Linked DNA regions of Zea mays: region 2 is linked to region 1. The links are chromatin contacts, called in public Hi-C maps. All regions are on one chromosome and are shown on one strand. Each heading gives the region's core, a stretch centred on a gene start, on an enhancer-like site or on the middle of the called end of the contact. The rest is flanking DNA. Distances are from core to core; before and after follow the strand shown.

What was found. Hi-C and Micro-C count contacts between places; a contact is called where the count stands out from the background.
Region 2: a Hi-C map of ear shows a contact between it and region 1, with 1.9 times the contacts expected there. The contact joins the promoter of LOC103635650 here to the promoter of LOC100216926 in region 1. A contact is called at or near these places in 2 of 25 Hi-C or Micro-C datasets (ear and leaf).

Annotation. Positions count from the first base shown.
Region 1 is chr8:105,291,051-105,296,235 of Zm-B73-REFERENCE-NAM-5.0, reverse strand. LOC100216926 (zinc ion binding) reads left to right here and starts at 2,677. Exons shown (of 17, transcript NM_001354474.1): 1 at 2,677-3,109; 2 at 3,796-3,875; 3 at 4,385-4,578. The coding sequence starts at 2,898.
Region 2 is chr8:105,731,121-105,737,004 of Zm-B73-REFERENCE-NAM-5.0, reverse strand. LOC103635650 reads left to right here and starts at 1,977. Exons shown (of 3, transcript XM_008658056.3): 1 at 1,977-2,383; 2 at 4,338-4,612; 3 at 4,695-4,981. The coding sequence starts at 2,305. The coding sequence ends at 4,573.

The sequences.
Region 1 (5,185 bases), core at 1,428-3,927:
CGGTCTAAGTGACCGTTTGAAAGAGGGAAAGGGTTGAAAGAGACCCGGTCTTTGTGACCACCTCAATGGGGACTAGGTTCTTTGGAACCAAACCTCGGTAAAACAAATCACCATGTCATCCGCTTCATATTCTTCGTAGATTTGTTTTCCTCTCTTTCTCTCGGACTCGGATTTTATTCTAACGCTAACCCCAGCTTGTAGTGTGTTTAAAGTTGTAAATTTCAGTTTCCGCCTATCCACCCCCCTCTAGGCGACTTTCACTCATCCAATGTAGTTGTGCACAACACTAACCTACGACAACATACTCGGCCTCGGCGGTGGATAGGGCAACACATGTTTGTTTCTTTGAGCTCCAAGACACTAGGGACCTTCCTAGAAACGGGCAAGTCCCTGAAGTGCTCTTCCTATCAACCTTGCACCCGACATAGTTGGAGTCTAAATATCCAATCAAGTCAAAGGTAGACCCCTTAGGATACCGGAGCCTGATGTAAGGCGTGTGAACTAAATATCGAAGAATACGCTTCACAGCCACAAGGTGACATTTCTTGGGGCCGGATTGAAATCTAGCACATATACAAACAAAAAGCATAATACCCGATCTACTTGCACAGAGATAAAGCAAGGGTCCTATCATAGACCGGTATACCTTTTGATCTACGGACTTACCACCTGTGTTAAGGTCCAGATGCCTGTCAGTTCCCATTAGCGTCTTAGCAAGCTTTGCATCCTTCATCCCAAACTTCTTTAGGATATATTGTGTGTACTTTGTTTGGGAGATGAATGTCCCTTCCTTGTGTTGTTTCACTTGAAATCTGAGGAAGTAATTCAACTCTCCCATCATGGACATCTCGAACTTCTGCACCATCACCCTGCTAAACTCCTCACATGACTTTTGATCAGTAGAACCAAATATTATGTCAATGACATATATTTGGCATATAAACAAATCACCACTACAAGTCTTAGTGAAAAGAGTAGGATCAACTTTCCAGACATTGAAAGCATTAGAAATAAGAAAATGTCTAAGGCATTCATACCATGCTATTGGGCATATTTCCCTTTCAGCAACCCTGCGATACGGAGCGAACAACCGAGTCTCGTCTGAGTAACTCACGAGGCGGAGCGAACGACCAACTTTATACCAAGCAACCCCATGAGGCAGGGCAAACGACTAGGTCTTGTGTCAATCTAATCGGCATAAGGGAAGGGTCGACCCAATGCTCTAGACCCACGTCAGCGTGATAACACACGTCATCACCAAACCATGTCCGGGCCTCAGCGTTGGAGTCTCTACAGTGACCCGCATATCGAAAAGGACACGGCATATATACCATATCGGGTGCATGTATACGCCAATAGGTGACGCATGCCTATGACGACAGGCGAAACTGTGCTACGCACGACCGTACCATGAGCCTGATCCGTAGGACCCGCCGCGTACCGCTACAAAGGCGTCAGCGATGGACTCACTATAGGAGCCAGAGTAATGGACGACCGACGATGCCATACTGGGAGTACGACTGCCCTCGACCCTACGGAGGACCCACCACGACAACCGGAAGAGCCGATCTTTCTCTCTAGTAGGAAACAAGTCTCCCCTGTAAGGTCCTACCCTTGAGATCTAAAAGGGCAGGACCCCTCCTTCTTCATACACAAGCACACTTGTTGTAACATGCTTCAAGCAATACTACGATCAACACTAAACTGGAATAGGGTGCGAGCCCGAACCAGTATAACGCTGTGTCTCAAATTTTTCATTGAGTCCAAGTGATTCACCTTTCGAAGTGAGTCTGTGCTAGCACCCCATGCCGAACACAAATCTTATTGTCCCCCGGTTCCCGAAACCACGACACCATGTCTCTTAGCTCCACTTTACATGCGGGTTTCACTTATGAACCAAGCTCTACCATATTATATGGATATTGACCTTATTTATTGATCTATCTTCCAACTTCATTTTTCCGATCCAGTCTAATAGGGCTATTCGCTTCGGATTAAAGCCGACTGTTTGGACTACTGCAACTACAATCCATAGAGACAAAAGTACTGCAGAAGCAGTAGAAACCAGTACGAATTAAAGCAAGCGAACATGCTTACATGTGGGTTGAGTCCCTAGATAACATACGAAAGTGCTCCAACCCACCTATTAGGGTCTTGTGAGTTGAAGTGTCTTTAGGTACCCTGGTATATATTCTTAATAGATCTTAGAACTATGGTGCAGTTGATCCATAATGAATCTTAGATTCAGATTTTTTGTTGTTGTTGTGGAGATCTACCCAACAATCCATTAGTATATCCCTTATATATGCTTCTTTGGATAAGTGGTAAAATAATAAAAGCCCTTTTTATTATGTTATTATAGATTGGATTATTCTTTTCATAGCTATTCTAAATATTCATATTTTTTATAAAATTATTTAGTATTCGATATAAAATAAATAAATAAATACTCTTATTTTTTTCTTGAAAAATCAAAATTTCCCCAGCTATGGTGGGGTCAAGCTTGAACTCTCTTTTGAGGCGACAGTGCAGTCAGTGCTGTCGACGCTCTACTGACAGTCTGACACCTGCCACGATTCACACTCACACACAGGTCCACTGCAGGCTGCAGTGCTGCACACCGCCGCCTGGAACGAAGCCCCTCTTCGGAATCCACCTACACGCCCCGTCGGCGGTCCCTCGCCCGCATCGCTAGTTCGGCACACGGAGTTTATAAACCCCTCTGCAGTCTGCACGAATAATCCCCAACCCGGCTCTCGGCTCCTCTAGTCCTTTTCTCGCATTGCATTTACTGCGGCATCTTTGCGTCGGATTCGGTTCCCCTCGATTCCTCTCCCGTTGATTGCCTCGCCGGGTCCGGGGTCACCGGCCGGCGGGGGTTGATTGGGTCGGCGGTTATGGGGAAAGGGGCGAGGAGGCGCAGCCGTGCGTCTGGCGCCGGCGGGGGTGGACACGGGAGCAAGCGCCCGCGGCGGGCCGAGGAGGAGGAACAGGAGGAAGAGGAAATGGAACCGCTGGTGGGGGAGGAGGAGGAGGTGGCGGCGCTGGAGGGGGAGGACTATTGCTTCGTCTGCAAGGACGGCGGTGACCTCCGCGTCTGCGATTTCAGGTTCGCCCCCCTACCCCTCCGACGGGCCCCAGTACTTCCCTCGTCTCATCTCATGATCCCGCATGAGCAGCATGCTTTGGGTTTTGGTAATCTACAAGTCGGGAGGATTTCTGTGTGATGGTGAGCGCTGTGGCATTGCTAGAGCAGGTTTAGGGACCGTGTGGAATGCAGCAATTTTACTGGAACTGGAAGCGGTTCAATTTCACATGGGGAAAGCAACAGGAAAAAAATCCCGCTTTCCAAACAGGTAGTTTTTTTTTGTGCTCTGCAAACTTTGACCAGCGACGCTCCTGTTGGTACCACTATAAGACCGGATGCCTCTATTGCCGTTGATCCTTGATTCCTTGTATTCATTGTTAGAGCTGCAGCTCTAGGTTGAAACTGAAAATTTTGTCAGTGCCAGCATTTGCTTTTTCATGGGCGTGTGTTGTCATTTGCTCATCATTCAAATATCCAGTCACCATTTCTGTTACCCTGTTTTCCCTTATAAATAGCAAGCGGTGGGGTTGTCATTAGCAAAAGGTTGCTGGTTTAACATTGCAGTAGACAATAGATATTGCCTTATCCCTTTGGTGTCAAGGCATTATCAATTGTTCATCTCTATGGAGTCAAATCACTTTGTTTCATTGCTGATTTGCTGTAGTACATATTCGTGTTCCTGAGATTTTCAAAACTTTTTTTCTCAGGGGCTGCCAGAAAGCTTACCATCCTGCTTGCGTGGGGAAAGATAGCGGCTTCCTCAATTCAGATGAAGAATTCATCTGTGGTAAGCATTTCATTATTCTTTGTTTAAACTTCCTATGAGTGTCCATTGTAGTTGTGAAAATGCATGCTTCTGCGCCAGGGAACATAATGGCTTACTGAAAGTTGGCATATCTCATAGTGTCATTACCTTCCTTTTTGATAAAGTTCCATAGGCTTAAACATTGTTCGGTCTTTCTTATTTTTTCTTCTACTTCTTACTCTGGGTATCCTATATTCCTATATAAGGGACTGCAATATGCAGCTCAATATTGGGAAATCAGAGTTTTGGAAAATAGAAATCTTTCAATTTTCCAGGTGGTCAGCTAATTGGGTAAATGCATAAATGAGTTAATTTCTTAATTGGGCACATGATCAAACCTAAATACCTAATGCTTATAACTGGGAAAGCTACCTCAGTTGTAAGTTTGTAACTTGAATTTGGTTGAGTTTTGTGGATTAAATTTTCATATTTTGTTATATTCCGCAGTATATTATTAATTATCGTGATTTTGACTAAACTATACTTTGCAGAATGGCATACTTGCTTTATTTGTAAAGGGCGTTCACGTTATTATTGCTTTTGCTGTCCGTGGCAAGCCTTTTGTCAAAATTGCGTGAAACAAGCAGAATTCGTCCCAGTCTTGAGGAAGACAAAGGGATTCTGCACCAACTGTTTAAGGATGGCAATCATGATTGAGAAGAATGTTGATGTTGACTCCGATGGGGTAACTACCTGCAGGATCTGCGTGCAAAATTATTAGTTTTCTCTACTGTCTCTCATGCCATCAATTGCTCCTGTTTTACTATTGTTTGTCTTCTCCCTTTCGTCATCTGTAACTAGCTGATAATAGTGTATACTGGGTTTCAGCTTTGGAAATGCCCTACAATTGCTGTTTAACAGCATATTTCTTCAATATAGTCGTCTGTGTTATTTGGTTCTGTATTGCTGTTTTGTAGTTTTTTTGGGTGGAAATTAACCTAATGTAATTTAATGTTTCCCTAAACATTTACTGATACTTCACCTCTCTAGTTAATCTATCGTTATGCTTTAACATATCTTATAAGCTTATGCACTACTAATAATTGTTGGTTGTGGTATTTTGTTTGTTCATATCGTCTTGAGAATCAAGATCACTTATTCCTTTTGAGCCACTAGTAATTATTAGTTTGCAAAAGGGCCTCTATCTGAGTTGGTTAGGTGGTCTTAGTAGCACTCCTTAGTTCATGAGTCTGACTCCCCGTTGGAGCTAATTTCAGGTTGGGGTTAAAAAAATCCCCTCCTTTGTCACACGACAAAGCATAGGTCTAAGGCCTGGCCTTGGTCGTGGTCGT
Region 2 (5,884 bases), core at 728-3,227, 440 kb before region 1:
CCAAATCTCTACTACCTATTAAGGCAGTAAGGGGTAGGCTGTCATTCCTTGTTCTGTCATTCCCATTCCCTCAAAGCTCATTCCCATTCCCTCCTCCCCGCAAAACTCATTCCCATTTCCATTTCTCCCCCCCCGTAAAGCTCATTCCCATTCTCACGTGCATCCCACGTCTAGCTAAAATTAAATTAAAAAAACACAAATGTGGCTTTAATGGGATTCGAACCCGCAACCTCTCAAGTAAATATGCTCATAGCTACCACTACACCACATGTATGTTTATGTTAATATTTGTTACAGTAAAAATATCTACTACATCTCTCCCAAAGTCCACCTACTACCCTTGCACAATGTGTAGTAGTAGATAATTATCAACGAGATTCCCGAATTATATTTTTGGATGGAGAGAGTAGTATTTAAAGAAGAGCCTTGCATGCAACTTCTTTTGTTTGAATAAGTTTTCAACTTAAATTCTTTTTTTATATGTGTGACATTTATTCTCCGTAATATTTTTTCCATGAATCTGACTTGTGAGTAATTTTTATAAACCAACGCCAAAGATGAATTCATGTTTCTTACTTAGAAACCCCGAACAAACACCACTGGCAGGAGGCGCTCGCGTTGGCGTCGCTCATCGACGATGAGAAGAAGCTTGGCGACTGCCAGTTCGACCTCTGGAAGCAGTCCTACTTGGCCGCTCGCTATGTTCGGCAAGCTTCGGTGCAGCCGTCGCTTGGACGCAGTCCAGAGCGGCTACACTACTGTCCATATTCAAACGGGGGATCTCATAGTCGTCGCCAACGCCGGCGACTCTCGGGTTGTTCTGGGCACCGCATCCGACGACGGCGCCGTCACGCCATCTAGCTCATCATCCACCTGAAGCTCAACCGGCCACGTAAGTTGCTACTGACCGGCCATGAATTCTTGTGCGCTGGGACGACGGCTGTTGTTGATGTTGTGTGAGTGTCCTCGAACAAGATGTATGTAGACGAGTAGCACATCCGGAGGTGCAACGGCTAGGTGTACTACCTCGCTGATGAGCCCGGGGTGCACTTCGTTTAGCAGCCCAGCCAAAAGTCATCGGTACTTGCCATGTCGCGCGCGTTTGACGACTACTATATCAAAGACTGTGGCGTCATCTTAGCGACAGAGGTGACGCAGAGGAGGACCGACAACAATGACCACTTGCCATCGCCGAGGTAGCTTTTGTGCTGGTCTGCCTTTAATTCTCTTCGCAAACGCACACACTTGCCTTTTTGTTTAAACAAACATGTATGGTGGTGCATGCCTGATGACTGACGATGTATGAGGGAACTTCTACCGGTAGGTGTGGCACGTGCTCTCCAATGATGAGACCATGCAAATCATGATATATATCGAAGTCTGTATGATACTGATGGTTGCAATGTAGTAGTGGAACAGTTAAATTAAAATAACAAAATTTATGTATGGCTAGGATCACAAATGAATTATGAAATATTTTCTTATAACAATATAAGACACATTATATATAAAAGTTATTATGGTATTATATGTTTCCGTTGTAACGCACGGAGCACTCATCTAGTAGAAAAGAAAAGGAATAGATATCACTGTAAATAGATCACGGATAAAAACGTCAAACCAAACAGGCTCTAAGTGTACAACAGATGACATGTATTTACAAAAACTAAAACATCTTACAATTCGGTAGAGAGGGGTAAAGCTAAAGATAATGTTTTACCAGATGAAAATACTGGTCACGGCCTCACGGGGATGAAAATACGTAGAGGTCCTAGCTGAAGCGGCTGTTACTGTCATAGTTTAGCTAATGCGTTAGTGTTTTTCCCCAACAATTTGCATGGATTTTTACCAGAATCGTTTTACAGACTCACATAGCTTAGCTAATACTCAAACATTCTTTCTGCTTGCACTGCTCTTTTGACGACAACTTGCGCTAAAGTGGATTAGGTTGTTTCGCGCAACGAAACTTCAGACGCGTCATCGGTCGCTCCGGATCCCACCGTGGCCCACCAGCAGCGACACAACGCCGCCGAAAAGGACCATTCACCGGCAGCAATGCCATGCGGAGCCTTCGATGCGAACCAGCCGCGTCCGACCCGTCGCCACGGGCTACTACTACTACAAAAGCCAAGGCCAAACAGGCACGGCAAGTCGGCAACCACCGCACCACCAGCGCCAGGCCGCCAAGCGCCAGCACCACCGCGCCGCGCCCAAGCAGGCAAGCACCACTGACCCACCAGGCCACCACCCCACCGCTTCGAGCCGAGGGAGAAGGCGGCGCGGGGCGGCGCGCTCAGGTCGGAGATGAGGGGCGGATCCAGACGGGCCTCGGTCGCCCTGTTTCTCCTCGCTGCGTCCGGGATCTGTGCCCAGTTCACCGCAGGTTCGCGCTCTCGATATGCTTTGGTCGTTGGATTCGGGGCTGTTGCGGGAGAGGGTCACAGCGAGATGTAGTTGAAGGTCGAAAGCGGGGCGGGGATTAGGGAATCGTTACCACGATTATTTTTCTTGAATATATTCCGATTCCCTGCTGTGTTTTGTGAGTCTAATTGAATTGTGGACGGCACTCTCGTTGACAATCATTGGGTGTGGGTGGTTAGGACTTAGGAGGGATGAGTTTGCCGTCTCCGGTGGGACTTTGTTAAGTTATATATATGACGAGCAGGTTATATGCTGAAGTTTGGGAAATTGGAGCCTTGTTCGTGGCGTGAGCACTGATTTCAGCATTCGTACCCGCTAATATCCTTACAATAGTCGGTTGGATCGAACCATTGGGAAAATGAAATTCTTTTGGGATTCAAAATGTAGAAAGGATAATACTTTGCACTAAAACGTCACTCCTTAGATCCAACTTTGTCTTTCTGCTGCAGCATGTTTCTGACCCTGAATAAAATTGAGGCGCTTCTCGACGTTACTGAGTTATTTCTTGTAGTTCAGACAGTTGTGTGGCGGGATAGTCTAGTAGTAGTAGAAGATGTATCATTTACCTGTTAAAAGGCTAAGTCCATGCCTTGCCTTATAGGATTGCAGGATCACCCAATCACCATTTGTACTACTAGGTGCAGTGAGGCTGGTCATTCTTTTGTCTTAGGAGCTATATCACACTGGCTATGTATTGTCTCGTTTTGACTTCCTTTAAGCATATGCCATTGTCATATTTCACCCATGCTAGATTTCACTTATGTCAACTACTCAGCTTACAGATATTCTAATCTAGAGGTTGTAGAGCCGCATCGTTGGTCCTTCTTTCAGATAAAGTTATGAAAGTTAAATGTAGAGGCCTCCCTTAACACAATGAAAATCATTTTGGCCCAGAAAAAAGATTGAAAACGCAACTGATGCACCTTAAATATTCTAAATTTTGGATTGGCGTGTTAATAACACAGACCTCCTATATTATTACTTCCTAGAACCTTGAGTCTGGAAAAAGGAACAAAGACCACACAACTCTTGCTATAATTTCGGTTCTTCTAACTTCAAAGTGATGGAATTTGGGTTTGCCCATTATGGGAAAAAAACTTGATGGGGATCTCAGGGAGTTTTACACTCCTATCTACTGCCCCTGATTTTTATTCCTGACTTCCTTCAGACAATTGAAATACCAAGGTTTTTTCTTTGGTTAGATTAAACTTCAGAAGGTTAAGATAAAATTAACTGGGGTTAACTGGCCAGGGTTGTGGTTATTTATTATATTACAAAAGGCAATAAACAATTTACAATTGAATGAATGTGGTGTGAGTGTGAAAGCTCTTGCTGTTTTGCATGACACTTTATAAGCAATCAATGTGTTATTTGAAGTAACAAAGTATTCACAGTATTCCTTTCAAACACATGATAAATGTGTTTCGATCTGTCAACTTTCTGAGAATTTATTCAAGCTGGCCATGACCATCCTGGTGATACTAGGATTTCTACTTAGCCGGCTAGTGTTTTATGTATGGCCTCTGGGTACCATCTAAATTTGGTTTTGCTGCCAGCACTCTGCAAGTTCTGCACATGACTGGGTAGTGAAAAGTGGTTGGTGCAGATGGAAACTGCAATGCTAGACCCATCGATCAGGAAGCAATAGCTCTTCATTAAATCTTTGATAATGATACATTGTCTTTTAACTACTGAGTACTGACAAATGGTTATGCTTCTGATATGCTATACCAATTTTGATTCTTGAAGATAGTAACTTATATAACTGTGATGTGATATGACATCCTTTTTTTATTTTCATTATGTTGCTTCATTTCATTCTATTAAAATCTGTCCAAGTGCGGACTAACAAAATTATAGGCATGTATTATACAGACTTTCGATTTAAGACAACTAACTGCCTACAATTTTTGCAGTGCTAGCTGGTGATCCTCAAACATTCAATGACGATAAGAAGGCTGAAGCTCAGCCCAAGGGCCATACTGGCAAGACAGTTTTGTTCGTCCTCCTAGGAGTGGGGGCCGTCGTTCTGTTGTCATTTTTCATTTTCAAGTATTGGCAGAAGAAGAAAAGGGAGGAACAACATGCACGTCTACTAAAGCTATTTGAAGAGGATGATGACATTGAGGTTGAGCTTGGTCTTAGAGACTGATAATCTTCAATGTACAGCAAGAGTATCTCGGCTGACCAGGTGATTTCTGTGGTACCGTATTTACATTATAAAAGCATTTCCCGTTGTGCATTTTTTTAAAATGTTTTTTAATTGTCCACAGGTTTTGCTGGCTTGCCTTCAGAGCATTTTCACGTTAATGTAAAGAATTTGTTGTATTTAAACTTGGTAGACCCCCACAAGAAAGTTCTGTTGTACTTCCACTTTATATGAACATCTCTGCGTGCAGGGTGTGCTTGAGAATAGCTCTAAGGAGGAAGTATCAAGGTTTGCAGATCATCCTTTGATTTTTAAAGTTTTCTGAATATATATCTGTGCATGTAGTAAAGAAATTCATAGACTATGGTAATCATATCCTCTGGTGTGATGACCTCCACCGTATTCCTTTTAGGGTTCTAGAGACTAACTGGAATTAGTTTGTCGTCTTGTTCTTGTAAGCAGATGTCCTATTTTCTGGGGTTCCATATTCTATCTAATATGTTATATATAATATATCTCAAAAGAGTGTCTCACATCTGATATATAGTGTATTAATTTTTTAAAAAAAGCCTTGGTATAAAAGGTGGAGAAGAAGATCAACAAATAAGTGTATCAAAGACTAAGGGTGTGTTTGTTTCTCAACTAAATTATATAAGTTGGATTATGGTGGAAGGGTAGAAGGGTAAAATATCACTTTAGTACTACAAATAAGCTAGAATTGGGTAGCTTATTTTAGATTATTTGTGATCTTAAAGTGAACCCTTACAGCGTAATCTAAATTATATAATTTAGAATGGAAAAAAACATGGCCTAAACCAGTCCTCTTCTTCAATCGCCCACTGCCATAAAGCAGTCGCCTTTCTTCACCCACTGGCATTGAAACTTGAATATTACACTGAAAAGGGATAACACCAGCAACGAGATCTACTAGTATCCACTGAAAGAGCATTGGATTGAGGAACCCTCTAAAAAAAACTTGGCATATAATCCTTTACCATTAGAATGAAGTATAGAAAGAGCATCGGATGAAGGTACCTTGTAAAAAACTATGTGGAAGAGGAGAACATAAGAAACCGGATCTATCCAAATTAATGCCGTGAAACTTGTCGGTCAGAAAGTTTTGTGGCTGCTAGCTATCTCAGGCTCTCTAGCTTGTATTGTATCTCATGCTCAACAGAGGGAATGGATTGATTATGGGCCTAACTCTCATCAGTTACTGGTACAGCAGATTTAACGATACGTAGGATTCTGAGGCTAGCAGCAGAACACTGGTGTAGAACCTTCCTTGTCTTGGCTACACGAAGCCCACACTAT